5 separate regions of the Mus musculus genome follow, and regions 1, 2, 4 and 5 are each linked to region 3. Evidence: chromatin contacts called from public HiChIP or PLAC-seq and promoter capture Hi-C data. All regions are on one chromosome and are shown on one strand. Each heading gives the region's core, a stretch centred on a gene start, on an enhancer-like site or on the middle of the called end of the contact. The rest is flanking DNA. Distances are from core to core; before and after follow the strand shown. Region 1 overlaps Lpp (LIM domain containing preferred translocation partner in lipoma). Region 2 holds the start of P3h2 (prolyl 3-hydroxylase 2). Region 3 overlaps Tprg (transformation related protein 63 regulated). Region 4 has its middle 200 kb from the start of P3h2. Region 5 has its middle 40 kb from the start of Gm41436.

Region 1 (2,700 bases), core at 149-2,648, 880 kb after region 3:
CACCAAATGCCCAACAGCTCTCTTTGAGCCTCACTGTGGTCATTAGTAAAATGAAGGTAACACTCACAAGCCTGCCACCCTTATGGACAAGGTATAGAGAGCTGGTGAATTACTGAATGTGGAAGGGGTTAGTCCACTGTAAAGCGCTTATAAGCCTACGTCATCTATCATACTCCCCAAAGGATTAGTCATGGTCAATAAATTATTACTGTTTATATGACTGGTCTTTCCTGTGGTTTCCTCATAATAGCACCACGCATTTGTAACCATTAAAATTTATGCTTTTACTGAAGCAGAAGATGCACTGGTCTCGGTGTCCCTACGTCTACCTCTGAGCTATTTGTAGAGACTGCTAGAGAATCCCAGAAATCGTGCTTGCTCTTTACCCTTCGGTTCTGGCCCTGAGAAGAAGTCAACATGCACAGTGTTCAGTGCCTTCATTCTTTTATACTGTACAGCACAAAGTGCTCACACTCAGGTCATCTTTAAGATGGTGCCACCCAGACAAGCAAACGGTTGCCCTCGACGAGCACCATGGGTTGGAACTAGGTGATAAAGGGGAGTCAGACGCTACACGGAAGAATCTGATCTCGATATTACAGTGAACACCTAAGGCAAAAGTGTGGCTTTGTCTGGGCTCTGTTTGGTGTTAAAGAACACAATGGCAATTTGATGCAAATCGATCCACTTGGTACTGCTGAACAAGAAGGAACAACATGAAACACAAAGAAACTGATCTGTAGGCTTTGGGGCTAGAAGAGACTTTCAAGGACCAATCGTATTTGCCAGACAGAGAAATGAGGATCTGGAGAATGAAGCATGACTCAAGAGTGAGCTCTGACATGGCTTCCCCAGAACACAGACCTCTTGTCTCCCGATCTCTCCAAAGCAACCCCTCTGTTATACAGCTTCATCTCTGCCCTCCCCTTTCTCCCAGGACCAGGGGGCTGCTCTATAGCCAGCCTAAACTGTAACAGGGAAATGTAGTTCCTGCAGGGTCCTTAACAAGGGAAAGGGGGACTCCTAATGCCCTATGGCTTTCTCAGAGCAGTAACTTTCTACAGTTACTTGGGATAGACAAGCTGCCATTGCGATATAATAACCACAAGGCTGGAAATCTGTCAAGAATTTCCTTTATCTTCTGTCAGAGAAAGTTCCTTTATCTTATGTTAGAAATACACCTTGCGAATGGGGAGAGGTCAGCGTTGACTACAACCATCTACCAAAAGGGTAAGTCACAGATGCCCGTAACAAGACTACAGCACTTAGGGATAACAGATTGCAGAACCCATAAAGACAGAAAGCATTCAAAGCCTTTCATTGCCTCACACGCAGATGACCACACTCCATTCTTCTCTCAGTCTTATTTAACATCTGTGACAGCCCAGTGACTCATCCAGTCCCTGCCTGGAAAACTCTCTCATGCCCAGTTCCATCTTGTAGAGTGCAGGGAAGCAGTGGGACCTCCCTCCTGCTGGCCCCACTTCTCCCATAAAGCAGGCTGAATGGATAAGAGCAGCAATGACTGGGCAAGGCCATGGAAAGGCTGCATTGAATTAGTGTAAAACTGTGGTGTAAACCTGCGCCATGTACTAGATGCCTCCCTACACACACTGATTGTCCAGAGATAAGAGAATGGGGAAAGGAGGTGGACCAAGGTGGAAGAAAGGCATAATGTGCCTAGGATCGAGAAAAGCTCTGCCAAGCACAGGGAACAGTCTGCCAAACATACTTAAGGAAGTCACAATGGAAATGCAAAGCCAGTATTTATTCTGTCTTTTTAGTTCAAGTCACAGAAAGTATCTGGAAGAATTAGAAAATGCTTTGTTTGGGGAATTCCACAGGAAATGAAATTATCTCAGACAAAATTAGAAGGAAAGCAAACAGATACGTTAGATGTCTTGGAGATCACAGCATCCAGCCACTTCACGGCTGAAAAAGGCACGCCAGGAAGAAAGTGCGTTTCACAGTTGAATGGCAGTCGAACTGGGCAGAAAACCTATGTCTGCTGGCTGTAAGAATGATTTCTTAGTTCCCATCCCATGCTAGCATTGATTTGAACACTAACTGAATTAAGCCGACTCATGTCTGAAGAGCAAAGGGAAAATAAACTTTTCCCTGTGGCAGATGCCTGGAACACTGGCTTCTTTCTCAGAACTTCACAGTTCATGTCCTACATAACGTGGAAATCAAGGAGCAAGCGCCCTGTTTCTTCAGTAGTGCACGTACATTTCTTAGCAATGCATTGCATGTCTGGCATCCTCGTCGGCTCCCTCTCCTGCTCCTCTTATTACCATATTAGGCACTGAGTTCCAATGTCTGGGTCACAGGACTCAGGCTGTGAGTGTGAGTGCAATCTGCTCTCTGAGCTGTTTGTCTTTACTGGAAGCCCACTGAGTCCATCTAGGAAACATTCACAGAAATGCAGAGGGCAGGGAGAAGTGATTCACACCCTGAACTTAGAAAGGGGAGAAACGGTGCTTTGGTTTGGTTTTGATTTGTTTTCTTATGCTCACTTAAAGGGACGAGAACCAGATTGGAAGAGAGGGCGGCAAGGTTAGCAAATCTCAGAGGCTTCTGTTCTCCACCGTGGAAACACGGGCCATGGATGAAGCTGTGTGAGGAGAGATTCCTGAGGCCTTGTGAGAAAACTCAAACAAACAAACAAACAAAAACAACAACAACAACAAAACCCAAAAA
Region 2 (2,700 bases), core at 15-2,514, 730 kb before region 3:
GTACATGAATCAGTTTTTTTTTTTCAGAGTTATTTAGCCAGCGCGGTTCATGGCCAAAAGGGTGAGAAACTCAACAAGAAGAAGGGAAAGGTTGCGACACTAGCCACCTTTTTTGAATAGTGACCATTTTACACAAAGACTTTCTTCAGCAAATTCGGGTCAGTTGGACAATATATGCGGTTCTTTCCCGTTGGTTATCTTTCCAATGGCCCAGAGACTGAGGTGAGATTCCCACAGACAGTTCCAGACAAACAGAAGTCCTCCCAGGGAATTGCAGGCTGGACTCCAGAGTCTAACACACTTTCCCCCCCTTTTTCTGGGAGTGTGGAGCCAAGGGACAGAAAAGAGGGGAACACCTTGGCTAAGAAGGTATTTATGACCCAACAGACGGGGAGGAACAGGAAAGCCTCCAGCTAGTTCCTTGGACTCTGGCAGCTGTTTCTGTCAAGTTTCCCACTTCTAGATTGATGTTCATTGCTTAAGTCCTGGGGTACTGGGTTTGTTAAACTGACTCTTTGTTCAACTCTCACAATAGGGATTTATGTCTGAATATCACTGGACATGTTGGGCATTTGGCTGCTTTGGATGAGGTAAGTAACAGAGGCCCAGTGCACATCTGGAAAACTGCCAAAGGCAGAACTTAATGTACAGCTCCACTTTCCTCCAGCGGTCTGAACAGGAAACTCGGGTTATTTATCGTTCTTGCCCAGTCTTCACATTCAATACAGGAACACATCCACACTTAGCCATGGGAGAAAGCAAGAGGGAGGAGACCCTGCCCTACAGGAGGGCGGGAAGCTTCTATTTTTGTGGGGCAGAGCTAGGTTCATCCTTTGCTTATTCTTAGCTGTATAAACTTGGGCAAACCCCTTTCTCCTCAAACCTACTCAACTGGCCAGGGGCCCTCCTCCCCTTCTCTAGAGCTTTTCAGGCAGTCTGAAATGCCCCTTCATGTTGCATCTAAGAGTGAAGGACTGCAAAGAGCAAGTCCACATAGATTCCAGAAAACGACTGTGGACCTCACTTCCCCAAGTGCTGAAGATAAAGCAACACCATCGTCTTCTGCCACCCACAAGGGACCCCACACGCAAAACTTGTCCCCAGGGGTCGGCCTCTCAGGACTGTGCTAGCTCTCAGGCAGCTGGAGCGCGGCTCGCGGAGGCTCGGCGGCAGGAGGAGCGTGTGAGCTGGAGGCGTCCCTTTAAGAGCGGCCAGCTGGGCGAGCCTCCGCCTCCAGGACCGCAGCGCTGCCGGCGGTCACCTGGGGCTGTCGCGCAGCGGGATCACGGCAGGATCGGCTCGCTAGCCCTCGGAGTTGGAGCGGGGCTCGAACGTGAGTTGCGGTGGGGCAGGCAAGAAGCGCGACGATCTCCCTCCACGGGTCCGGCGGAGGATGCGGGAGAGCACGTGGGTGTCGCTGCTGTTGCTGCTACTGCTGCCCACACCGCAGCGGGGCGGCCCCCAGGACGGTCGCCGGTCCCCGGAGCCAGAGCCCGAGCGCGGCCCGCTGCAGCCCTTCGACCTGCTCTACGCCAGCGGCGTGGCTGCCTACTACAGCGGCGACTATGAGCGAGCGGTGCGGGACCTGGAAGCCGCCCTGAGCAGTCACCGGCGCCTACGGGACATCCGCACGCGCTGCGCCCGCCACTGCGCGGCGCGCCGTCCGCTCGCGCCCCCCGGCGCCGGCCCCGGAGCCGAGCTGCCCTTCTTCCGCGCGGTGCTGGAGCGGGCGCGCTGCTCCCGCAGCTGCCAGAGCCAGCGCCTGGGCGGCCCCGCGTCCCGCCACCGCGTCAGCGAGGACGTGCGCAGCGACTTCCAACGCAGAGTTCCCTACAACTACCTGCAGAGGGCCTACATCAAGGTACTGAACGTGGCTGCGCCCATCGCGGGTGACCCTAGGGTTGGCTTTGTGGGATAGGGGGTGGGGTGGGAGGGAGCATTGCTCTACACTCCATCCAGCCTTTCGCAGTGGCTCTGCTTTGCGTGCAAGTAGAAGCCCAGAGACTAGACTAGATGAAAGTGGGCAGATCAGCTTTGCTCTCTGTCTCAGCGTCCTCTTCACTCGCAAAAATGGGCTGTGCCAAGAAGAGCATATCAAAAGTGTCTTTCAACACTTCGGTGGTTGTGCTCTACCTAGACCTAGAGTAAATTCTTTGACATAGCCCACTCCTGATCTCCTTTTAGCTATCCCTCTTACTCTGCAGTCTGATCTTCTAAGTTTAAGAAACGGCCCTAAACGGTCCTAAAAGTTATTTCTCTTCAACTAAAGAAGAGCAACGAGATAAAAAGTCGTGGAGGAATGATGCTTGAAGCTGTATGAGGCAATCTACTGAAAGTGCGGATTTCTTTGGTACTGGTTTAGGTTCCTGGGGTTCCCACCATTTAGGACCACTTCACCTCAGATGCCCAGCGCTCTCTGCTTTTACTTGCGTCTATGTACCTTCCCCGGAGTTGCTGTCAGGAGGTATACAATCAAAACTGGCATACCCCAGAGCCCCAGTTAAAAAGACCTAACTAGCTGCATGGCAAAAATGTAGAATGAATTACCCAGCCCCTCACTTCCACAAACTCATGTTTCTCAGGGTCACATTTCTTATGCCTATCTTTCTGAGTCAATATATCCAGGTCTTTCAGACAGCAGTGGGAGGAGTTAATATGGTCACAACAGAGACCAGATCTCAAGAGCAGTGTGCATGGTGC
Region 3 (2,700 bases), core at 175-2,674:
ACAAAGCTTAACTTCTATAAATATAGAACTGCCCACCCCAAGTCCACAGTGATGTTGATCTGGAAATGCATCCAGTTTAAAGACATATAATTACATTCTGGGGCATTTTTAAAGAAAAAAATCATTTCTGTGGCCAAACTTAGGAACTGTATCCCATATCCCAGAGGTTTCACTCCAATGGCTGTGAGTAGCCCTCTGTTTCCCAATAGCTACAGGCAAACTGTCAGTCTAGCTAAATTAGATAAGGAAGGACGCTCATTTCCTTGGACTTCAGACCAATGAAAACCTTTCAACTATAAGAATTTTTGCAAGAAAGGATTTGAAGTAGCAAGGCATCTGTATCTCAAAATAGGCTGTCATCAGGCCATTTTCAACATATATTTTTTTTCCTTCTGGCTTCTAGACAAACACAACACGATTTCCACATAGGAGTGGGCAGACAGCACCTTCGTCATAGTCTTTGTGCTGGTCAATGGAAAGACCTTGGGGGCAGCTTCCAATATGCCTGGGCACGTTCACAATTTTTGTGGCTTTTCTCAACAGTGTTTTCCAGTTAAGAACTGTGAACATTTCAACCACAAGCTAAGGGCCCCCCAATAAAGGTCTATGTCATGGAAGATGGGGTACACTGAACTTTAAGAAAGCCAACACTTAGGAAAGATAGCGATTTTTTTTTCTAGGCTAATCAGTGGGGAAAAGAAAGAGAGACGGAGACCAATTAGACAGCAAGGACTGAACAACCTATTCCGATCGTCTCCTCCATCCATCTTTGTGCAGGGACAATAGTAATAAGCCTGGGTTGAGAACTCGTGTCCCCAGTCTTCGTGTGACCCCCCCCCCCCCCCCCCAGAATGTGCTCTTTGTCACTGTCTACCAGGATAATCAGCTCAAGGAGGACTGAAATGAAGGAGAGAGTGAACATTTTTCAAATTCTGGATCTTTGGAGAATCCTTCCTGTAGCCTCCTCTGAGTGAGCCCCCTTCACTCCTTCTGTGCCACCTGGGTCACAAGTATCAGCATTTGCCACACGCCGTATACTTAATACTTCTCCAATCTCACCGTTTGCCCCGGAAAAACGAATACTTCACACATTGCTCCCCAGAGCTCAGCTCTGGCATGCTTGGCACACTGCAAGAACTGAATAGATACTGAATTAATGGGCTGACTCCTAACTCCATGGAGATAAGGAAGAGAAGGGGGAGGAGGGCGACTCTTAGAGAAGCTGACTTCCACTTCACTCAGGGAAAATCATGACAAGCAAAGTCTTCCCCAAGTCAATTCTGTTTTACCAGAAGTCCTCTGAGGCTGGACAACTAACAGTCCGGATGCCCGAAAAGGGAAGTCTGCTTTGAATGGTCACCAGTTTACTGATTCTGTGAGTATTCCATTCCAGGCCATTAGCCTCCTGGTTGATCTATGAGAAGAGTCTCTCGCGCCACCTTCCTGTAGGAGGCGGTACTGTCTCCCAGGTCTGTCAGCATCTGAGCTGGCTACTGAACTCCACTGAGCTCTGGCAGTAAATTTAAAGAGAGAACTTTGAGCAGGAGAGGTCTGCGGTTGGGAAATCATCTTAATCATCCACGATTGAGCGGATTTGATTAGAAGAGTGATCTCAGCAGTCAACATGAAACCTTACACAGACAGTAGGAGTCTCCGATGCATTCCCAGAAGAAAATCCCCGCAAATGAGATCTGAAAATCGGTCATATCCCCTTTTTCTTTTTTTTGAACTGTCACTTTATGGATTCGAAAGGAAATTCGTGTACAATCACAGAGCTAGTGCCTTGTAGAGTTGGCACAAAATTCAGCTGATTACAAGGCCAGAATTCATTTCGTTGCCCAATGCTGTGGAGCCCACTATAATATAACACTTAATTATACAGGTTTGGCAATACAAGCCAAAGCATATCCCAAACATAATAATAGATGCTTAAACTACATATGGGAAAAGCATGCTATAACTTGGTTAGCCTATGACGTGAAGACATTCTGAAGGGACTGTTTGCACTGTTTTCCCACCAAGGGCTGAGTTGTACTCTTGTACCAGGTGGGGAGGGTTAACTGTGCTGTAAACTGTAAAACACATGATCTCACCAAGAGTCCAAACCAAATTCAAGAGACTGCATATGAGCAAACCACTAGGCTTTCCAATAGAGTACCTGCTTACACTGACCAACATCCCTGAAATGCTGTTATTAATTTCCGTCTTTACTGATGAGAATTGGCTGACAAGAAATAAGAGTCAGTATGTGAAGCCACTTTGCTTTGTGATCCAAGCCTGAGTTTTCCTGAGTAGTCAGGGCCCCACAGTTGTTTATGTCTCTGTAACTGTAATTTTACCTAAGTTGCTTTGCCCTTCTGGGTCTTATATAGTCTCTATGGGTCCCTCTATCTCCAGAATTTTTCTGACACAAATATTATGATTGGGAGAAAAGGATTTATAGGTCAATAATGTAGAGAAGTAATGAAACAGTTTTCTTTGAGGCTGTAACCCCTGGTGGGTCAACCACAGTCCCCTGGAAAGTCACATTTCCAGGACTACATGGCAATGCAAATTGGACTTGATGGGTTTAAATTAATGAAGAGGAAACAAAGTTAGGTGAGTGGGAAAGGTCTGGGAGGAGTCGGGGGAGGGAGATGAATATGTTTTGTGAAATTCTCAAAGATCTAATAAAAATGGCAAAAAACAAACAAACAAACT
Region 4 (2,700 bases), core at 20-2,519, 530 kb before region 3:
CCAATAGCATGTGGTTCTTCTCATTATTGTTCTGTAGTATAACTTAAGGTCATGAATGTTTTTATCTTCCAAAAATTCTTTTATTGTTTAGAAATTTTGATATCCTTGGCTTTTTATTTTTCCATATGCAATTAAGAATTTCTCTTTCAAGGTCTATAAAAACTTGTGCTGGAATTTGGATTGGGAATTGCACTGAATCTGTAGATTGCTTTTGGTAAGATGGCCATTTTCACTACGTTAACCCTAAGGATTTGTGAGCAATATTATTAGTGGCTGTCTTAAGAATCAGGAGTATTTATTGAGATCTTGTTACTTTATTACTGATTATTAAAAGTTAGACTCATCTTTTTGTATATGTATTAGAATGACTTCACTATTGTCTAAGTTGGAGACAGGTACAACAACTTAAGTAAAATCACTCCATCAGTAATGATATGAGTGAAAATTTAACCTGGGAATGCTGAGTTATGTGACCTGCCATACAATGTAAGTGGGGTGAATGGGAAAGTATTAGTTAGGGCCTGATAGGGTTAAATACTGAGCTCAGAACAGCTTGGACAACCAACTGAAGCCTGTAAAGGATCAAAATAGAAATAAACATGGGTGGTCTGGGAGTTCAGTGGAGAGTGGCTGTCTAACACACACAAATCCTTGTTTCCATCTCCAGTACTATAAAGAAGAAGAGAAAAACAAAACTACCTCTTTTTGTATCAGCAAATTAGCAAACAGAGACCTGCAAAGTAAAAGAAATTGTGTGCAATATAAACAATGTGATGGTGTTGGATTAGTGTCTGGACACATTTCAGAAGGCTTGTTCCTCAATACAGAGCTCCACATTAACAGGCTCCATTCTCAATAGTCAGCAACCATGGCTGTCTTTAGATTTACTGGAACACCAAAAGTTGGAAGAGGCTGGAAATTTACTTACCTCAGAAAGAGGCTTTTTATTGATGATTAATAAGGGAAATTCCAAGATCTTTACCTTCAGCTTGAGTCCCTATATTTGAACTTGCCACAACAGAGTTCAGTTTCAAGTTCGGGGTAAAGGTACTGTGTCAGAGCTTCACCTCACACTGTGCCACTTGATTAGGGCTTCCTCCCCCATCTTGTCCTGTTATTGCACTCTCAGACTATTCTCCTTTGGAATGGTATAAAGACATCAGTTATATGTTATGTGTTTGTATTTCCTAAATGCTAGCAGGGGTACTAGTCTGTGGTAATGAATCAGCCAGTTCCTGTTAATGCCAGTATGCTGGCCCCACCCAAACCCCCTTTGCATGGATACGTGCCTTTCTCTTATTCATCTTCTTTCCAGACTCATAAATGTGAGATTCTTACTCACTGGGACCAAGTGCTAGAGTAGACTTACTGTAATGCACAGGTATTTTGTTGGAAAAGCATCTTGGGTGTGTTTAGGGCCAGGTTCCTTGCTTCATGGATCTGTAGCATAGATTTGATCCAACTCATTTCCTCCTCACATTCCTGGCTGTGCAATGAGGAAGGAGGAGCTGAGTCACAGAGGCTTAATTCACTTGTCTATTTCTTGGACCCTAAAGCTTGACTTAATTGAAGAAGCTTTCAGTGGGATTAACTTAGTGGAAAACGCATCCCAGGTCTCTTTTCAAAGCAGGCATTAGCTAAACTGGAACAATATGACTACTTAAGGTCTTTGAAGAATAAAGCATTCCCTAGCTTTGATGAGACTGGCTCTCCATCTAGGCCCACAGAAATCCACTTCCCTTTTGCTATCTCTGTCTCTAAAGTATCTTAGAAACAGCAGTATATGGGTAAAGTGGCACAAAATGACCACCCGAAGTAACCATAATGAGCTTTATTTATTTTAATTCATCTAGACAGCCCACTAGGAAGATGCAGATTTGCCTTTATGCCAGGTAGAACTGGACCAATGACTACAGATGCAGGCTCACTAAATAACATAAGGCATATTTCATCTGTAAGATCTTGCTAATATGTTAGTGGTTCAAGCTGAACTAGAGCATGCCTTGTCCACGAAAGTCAGGGGAAAGCTTCAGAATGTTGAGCTACCACACTCTGATAGAACATTGAGAGGAGTATAAAAAAGAAACTTAAGTAGTAACTCAAATCAGTTGTTGACTGGCTTCATGATCTTAGATGATCAACTCATGATATGTGCTAACAGTAGAGTCACAAGGTGCATGTGAGTTCACTTTTGTTGATAGTCTACAATCTCACCACTCATAGCATCTGGGAACACAGATTGGTATGGGCTTCTTCAGCACTGATGTTGAGAAGCAAAGGAAGGCTTTCTATGTTGGCACACCATTGGGAGATTGTTCTTATGGTCTCGATATAAAAGAGTCCACAGGCTGCTTTCCTTTGACATTCTCTTGATCTCCTTTCCAAAGCATGTTTCTCCAAGTCATTGACAGTACAGTATTACAATGTAAGGTGTTTCATTGATACTGGTTGTATATATGTATCCTCAAGTGTGTCCCAGACTGTGAACCAAACAGACAAACCCAGGTCTTACATATATACTACTAAATATCATAATATCTGCCGATTAACAATCATAACATCTGTGGATTATATATGTATACAAGTAACATTGTTTTTGAACTCTCCATATTTTTTAATTTATCGATTTTGCTGTATGTTCATATTTTTTCTGCAAGAGTGACTGTGCATCACCTGTGTGCTTGGTGCCTTCAGAAGTCG
Region 5 (2,700 bases), core at 145-2,644, 830 kb before region 3:
GTGTGTGTGTGTGTGAAATCGAGAGAGGCAGAGACAGAAACAGAAACAGAGAGGGAAAGAGAGAGAGAGACCCATTTAGGTTAATTAGGGCCATCTTGTGACAATTGAGTTGTAACTATCTTTTGCAGCTTGGTGGAACCATTCTCAGGTATAAAACTTCTTCATGAATCTATCAGCAGCAAATAATCCAAACGTGAGGATTAGGGTCCTGAGTGCCTTTGACATCCATGCTGACTATTGACAAGCCCAGGCTTCACAGCAACTCTACATTTGTGATTACAGTAGTTAAGTTTGTCGAGGAGATGATATTTCACAGCTGTTCTCCCTATCTTCTGTGTCTTGTGTTCTTTCATGTGTTTCTCTCCTACAACATTAACTGAGCCTTACATGGGTTGACATAAATGTTTTGTTTAGGACTGACCAAGGATCTACCACTTATTCTCACCACCCCAAAAGCCATGAGTATCTGCATTCACCACCACTCACTGAGGAAAAAGGATTCTCTAAGGCTGAAAATATCATGTACCCATAGGTGTAAATTTAGGTATTTAAAAGACATATAGATATCATGTTCATTTGCCAAAATTACTATTCACTTCCCTACTTGGCCTATGATCTCCTGAGATGTGTGATTTTGAGCATGTTTACAGTACTAGGTGTGGATTCTCCCATCCGCTAATGTAGTGGCTATTCCTGGTTGTCAACTTGACTATATTTGGAATGAAGTACAATCCAGAATTGGAAGGCTCACCAGTGACCCTTATCTGGAGGCTTGGAGATAGAAGTTTCTGATCTGGATCTTGGTATGGAGATCTTGAGCCATAGTGGCTATGGATTCCAGAAGATTAAATCTCCGAGTTCAAGGAATACACCTTTAATCTGGGCTATGCCTTTCATCTGGGATTAAAGGTGTGGTGGAACACACCTTTAATCTGGGCTACACCTTCTGCTGGAGACAATATAAGGACATTGGAAGAAGGGAGTCTAGCTCTTGCTCCTTCGCCTGCTTGCTGTGTGAGACTGAGTAACTGCTAGATCCTTGGACTTCCATTCACAGCTGCGACTGAACCATTGTTGGGAATTGGGCTGCTGACTGTAAGTCATCAATAAATTCTTTTACTATATAGAGACTATCCGTAAGTTCTGTGACTCTAGAGAACCCTGACTAATACAGCTAAGGAGCAGATCTAAAATCCAATCGGAGAACAGTTGGTTATCCCAAAAACAAAAGTGCCACTATTGTGCAAGTGAACACACCTTGCCAGACAAGTTGGTCTTATAGACTGTAGGACTCACAGCTGGGTGAGACCACTCAAACTCTTCTTCCTTAAGCAGCTTGCAAAGAGGCTTCTGAGACTATGCAAGCTATCTAGCAAGGAGGAATGTTCCATCTCAGCTCCAGCTTGATTTGTCATACAGTGGAATGTAAATACACGTGCATCCAAGACTTGTGGCGTCTTTGGTATTAGTGTCTTATTATAAAGTTTGGTGGATGACTAAGAGGAATAACAAAAGCCTGTATTGTTTTCGGGGCATCTGGAGATTCCCTGGCCAAATGACTCATAAGGAGGTATCCCACCCCTGGCACTGGGGAATTTGTTTAATAATCTGTGGCTTCTGGGAACAACATTTACTAGCCATGAAAAGATGCCACTTCCAATTTAAAAATAAACTATAAATTATATTTTTAATTTGGTCACAAGTCTGTAGCTTTCCATGTGTGTGTGTGTGTTTTTAAAAAATAGTTTGTTTTGGTTAATTCTTCCCTTCTCACTATCTCTCCTCCCACACCCCTTTCCCTGCCTTCTGTCTCAAGTGTCCACATTCTTTTATGTTATCTGCATTTTATTCTCTCCCTCTCTTTTAAAGAATCACCCTTCCAGTGGTTTTTTCTGGTTCCTCAGCTTCTACAGGTACTCTGAGTTGAGCAGAAAGAATTAAAAATCAAAATTAAGTGTCCACACATGGAGAACATTGGTTGCATTTGGTTTTCTTTTAGTAGACATCCTCACTCAATAAAATTGTTTCTAGTTCTATCCATTTTCCTAAAAATTACACATTCCTATGTTTCATTACAGATGAATTAAATTCCATTGTGGTTTTTGTCTGTTGACTTTGTACTCTGCAACTTTGCTGAAAGTGTTAATCAGTTCTACACGTTTTCCTGTGGGGACTCCAGAGGATCTTAATAGAACTTTTTCTAGCAAATGACAAAATCTTTTTACATCAGTATGGCAATATTAAAATAAAAACACAGGTCAAGAATATCTCTAGTCCACCTAACAAAACAATGCCTTACATTCCTCTGACACTTGGAAGAGTAAACAGATGCTCATGGGAGCTCTACTAAAGCAAACTGCAAATTGATGCAGTCCAAGGTGATAGTGAAACACTTACCATGTAAATGACAAATTAGCGTTACTACTGTGACAGGGTCTCGTGCAGCCCAGGCTGACCTGAACTTGCTGTGCAGTAGAATATGACCTTGAACTTCATGCATGCCAAACAAGCTCTGCGCCAAATGAGTTCCATCACAGCCCCACCGTTGGCAAACTCTTCAACATGTATTTCTTCAAATACTGTAGCCCCTGTAGCCCACTCATTTCTCTTGTTCTTACTTTGAAACAACTTTTAGTTGAACATTGGCATTCTGTCCTCGGTCTGGTGTTGCTGATTTTCCTTAATATTTTTGCTATTTTT

What was found. Promoter capture Hi-C pulls out the DNA fragments that hold promoters and counts their contacts. HiChIP or PLAC-seq counts read pairs in DNA pulled down with a chosen protein or histone mark.
Region 1: a FOXA1 HiChIP or PLAC-seq map of pancreatic cancer cells shows a contact between it and region 3. The contact joins two enhancer-like sites. A contact is called at or near these places in 1 of 15 datasets of contacts at CTCF or cohesin (the NIH/3T3 cell line) and 2 of 115 datasets of contacts at active chromatin or transcription factors (pancreatic cancer cells and vascular smooth muscle cells).
Region 2: a contact with region 3 is called in a promoter capture Hi-C map of embryonic stem cells, with 2.8 times the contacts expected there. The contact joins the promoter of P3h2 here to the enhancer-like site in region 3. A contact is called at or near these places in 5 of 39 promoter capture datasets (embryonic stem cells, hippocampal neurons, liver and 1 more), 1 of 484 Hi-C or Micro-C datasets (cortical neurons) and 2 of 115 datasets of contacts at active chromatin or transcription factors (bone marrow-derived macrophages and pancreatic cancer cells).
Region 4: a FOXA1 HiChIP or PLAC-seq map of pancreatic cancer cells shows a contact between it and region 3. The contact joins two enhancer-like sites. A contact is called at or near these places in 3 of 15 datasets of contacts at CTCF or cohesin (the NIH/3T3 cell line and pro-B cells), 2 of 484 Hi-C or Micro-C datasets (liver and uterus) and 2 of 115 datasets of contacts at active chromatin or transcription factors (embryonic stem cells and pancreatic cancer cells).
Region 5: a contact with region 3 is called in a FOXA1 HiChIP or PLAC-seq map of pancreatic cancer cells. The contact joins two enhancer-like sites. A contact is called at or near these places in 1 of 15 datasets of contacts at CTCF or cohesin (the NIH/3T3 cell line), 26 of 484 Hi-C or Micro-C datasets (the C2C12 cell line, the HL-1 cell line, LSK cells and 20 more) and 1 of 115 datasets of contacts at active chromatin or transcription factors (pancreatic cancer cells).

Annotation. Positions count from the first base shown.
Region 1 is chr16:24,494,354-24,497,053 of GRCm38.p6, reverse strand. All of the region lies in intron 3 of Lpp (LIM domain containing preferred translocation partner in lipoma), which reads right to left. Among named protein-coding and RNA genes, the nearest start is that of Gm24440, 89 kb to the right of the region's middle. Within about 2 kb of position 1,398, at least 100 of the 459 cell types and tissues checked have an H3K27ac peak or open chromatin away from gene starts, as enhancers often do. A contact at or near this core is called in the NIH/3T3 cell line and pancreatic cancer cells, where this site is marked.
Region 2 is chr16:26,104,377-26,107,076 of GRCm38.p6, reverse strand. It overlaps P3h2 (prolyl 3-hydroxylase 2), which reads left to right and starts at 1,264. Exons shown (of 15, transcript NM_173379.3): 1 at 1,264-1,861. The coding sequence starts at 1,394.
Region 3 is chr16:25,375,620-25,378,319 of GRCm38.p6, reverse strand. The region is part of intron 4 of Tprg (transformation related protein 63 regulated); the gene reads right to left. Among named protein-coding and RNA genes, the nearest start is that of Tprg, 90 kb to the right of the region's middle. Within about 2 kb of position 1,424, at least 33 of the 459 cell types and tissues checked have an H3K27ac peak or open chromatin away from gene starts, as enhancers often do. A contact at or near this core is called in the HL-1 cell line, the NIH/3T3 cell line, embryonic fibroblasts and 2 more, where this site is marked.
Region 4 is chr16:25,904,165-25,906,864 of GRCm38.p6, reverse strand. No RefSeq gene overlaps it. Among named protein-coding and RNA genes, the nearest start is that of P3h2, 200 kb to the left of the region's middle. Within about 2 kb of position 1,269, at least 16 of the 459 cell types and tissues checked have an H3K27ac peak or open chromatin away from gene starts, as enhancers often do. A contact at or near this core is called in the NIH/3T3 cell line and pancreatic cancer cells, where this site is marked.
Region 5 is chr16:26,210,400-26,213,099 of GRCm38.p6, reverse strand. No RefSeq gene overlaps it. Among named protein-coding and RNA genes, the nearest start is that of Gm41436, 40 kb to the left of the region's middle. Within about 2 kb of position 1,394, at least 37 of the 459 cell types and tissues checked have an H3K27ac peak or open chromatin away from gene starts, as enhancers often do. A contact at or near this core is called in the HL-1 cell line, embryonic fibroblasts and pancreatic cancer cells, where this site is marked.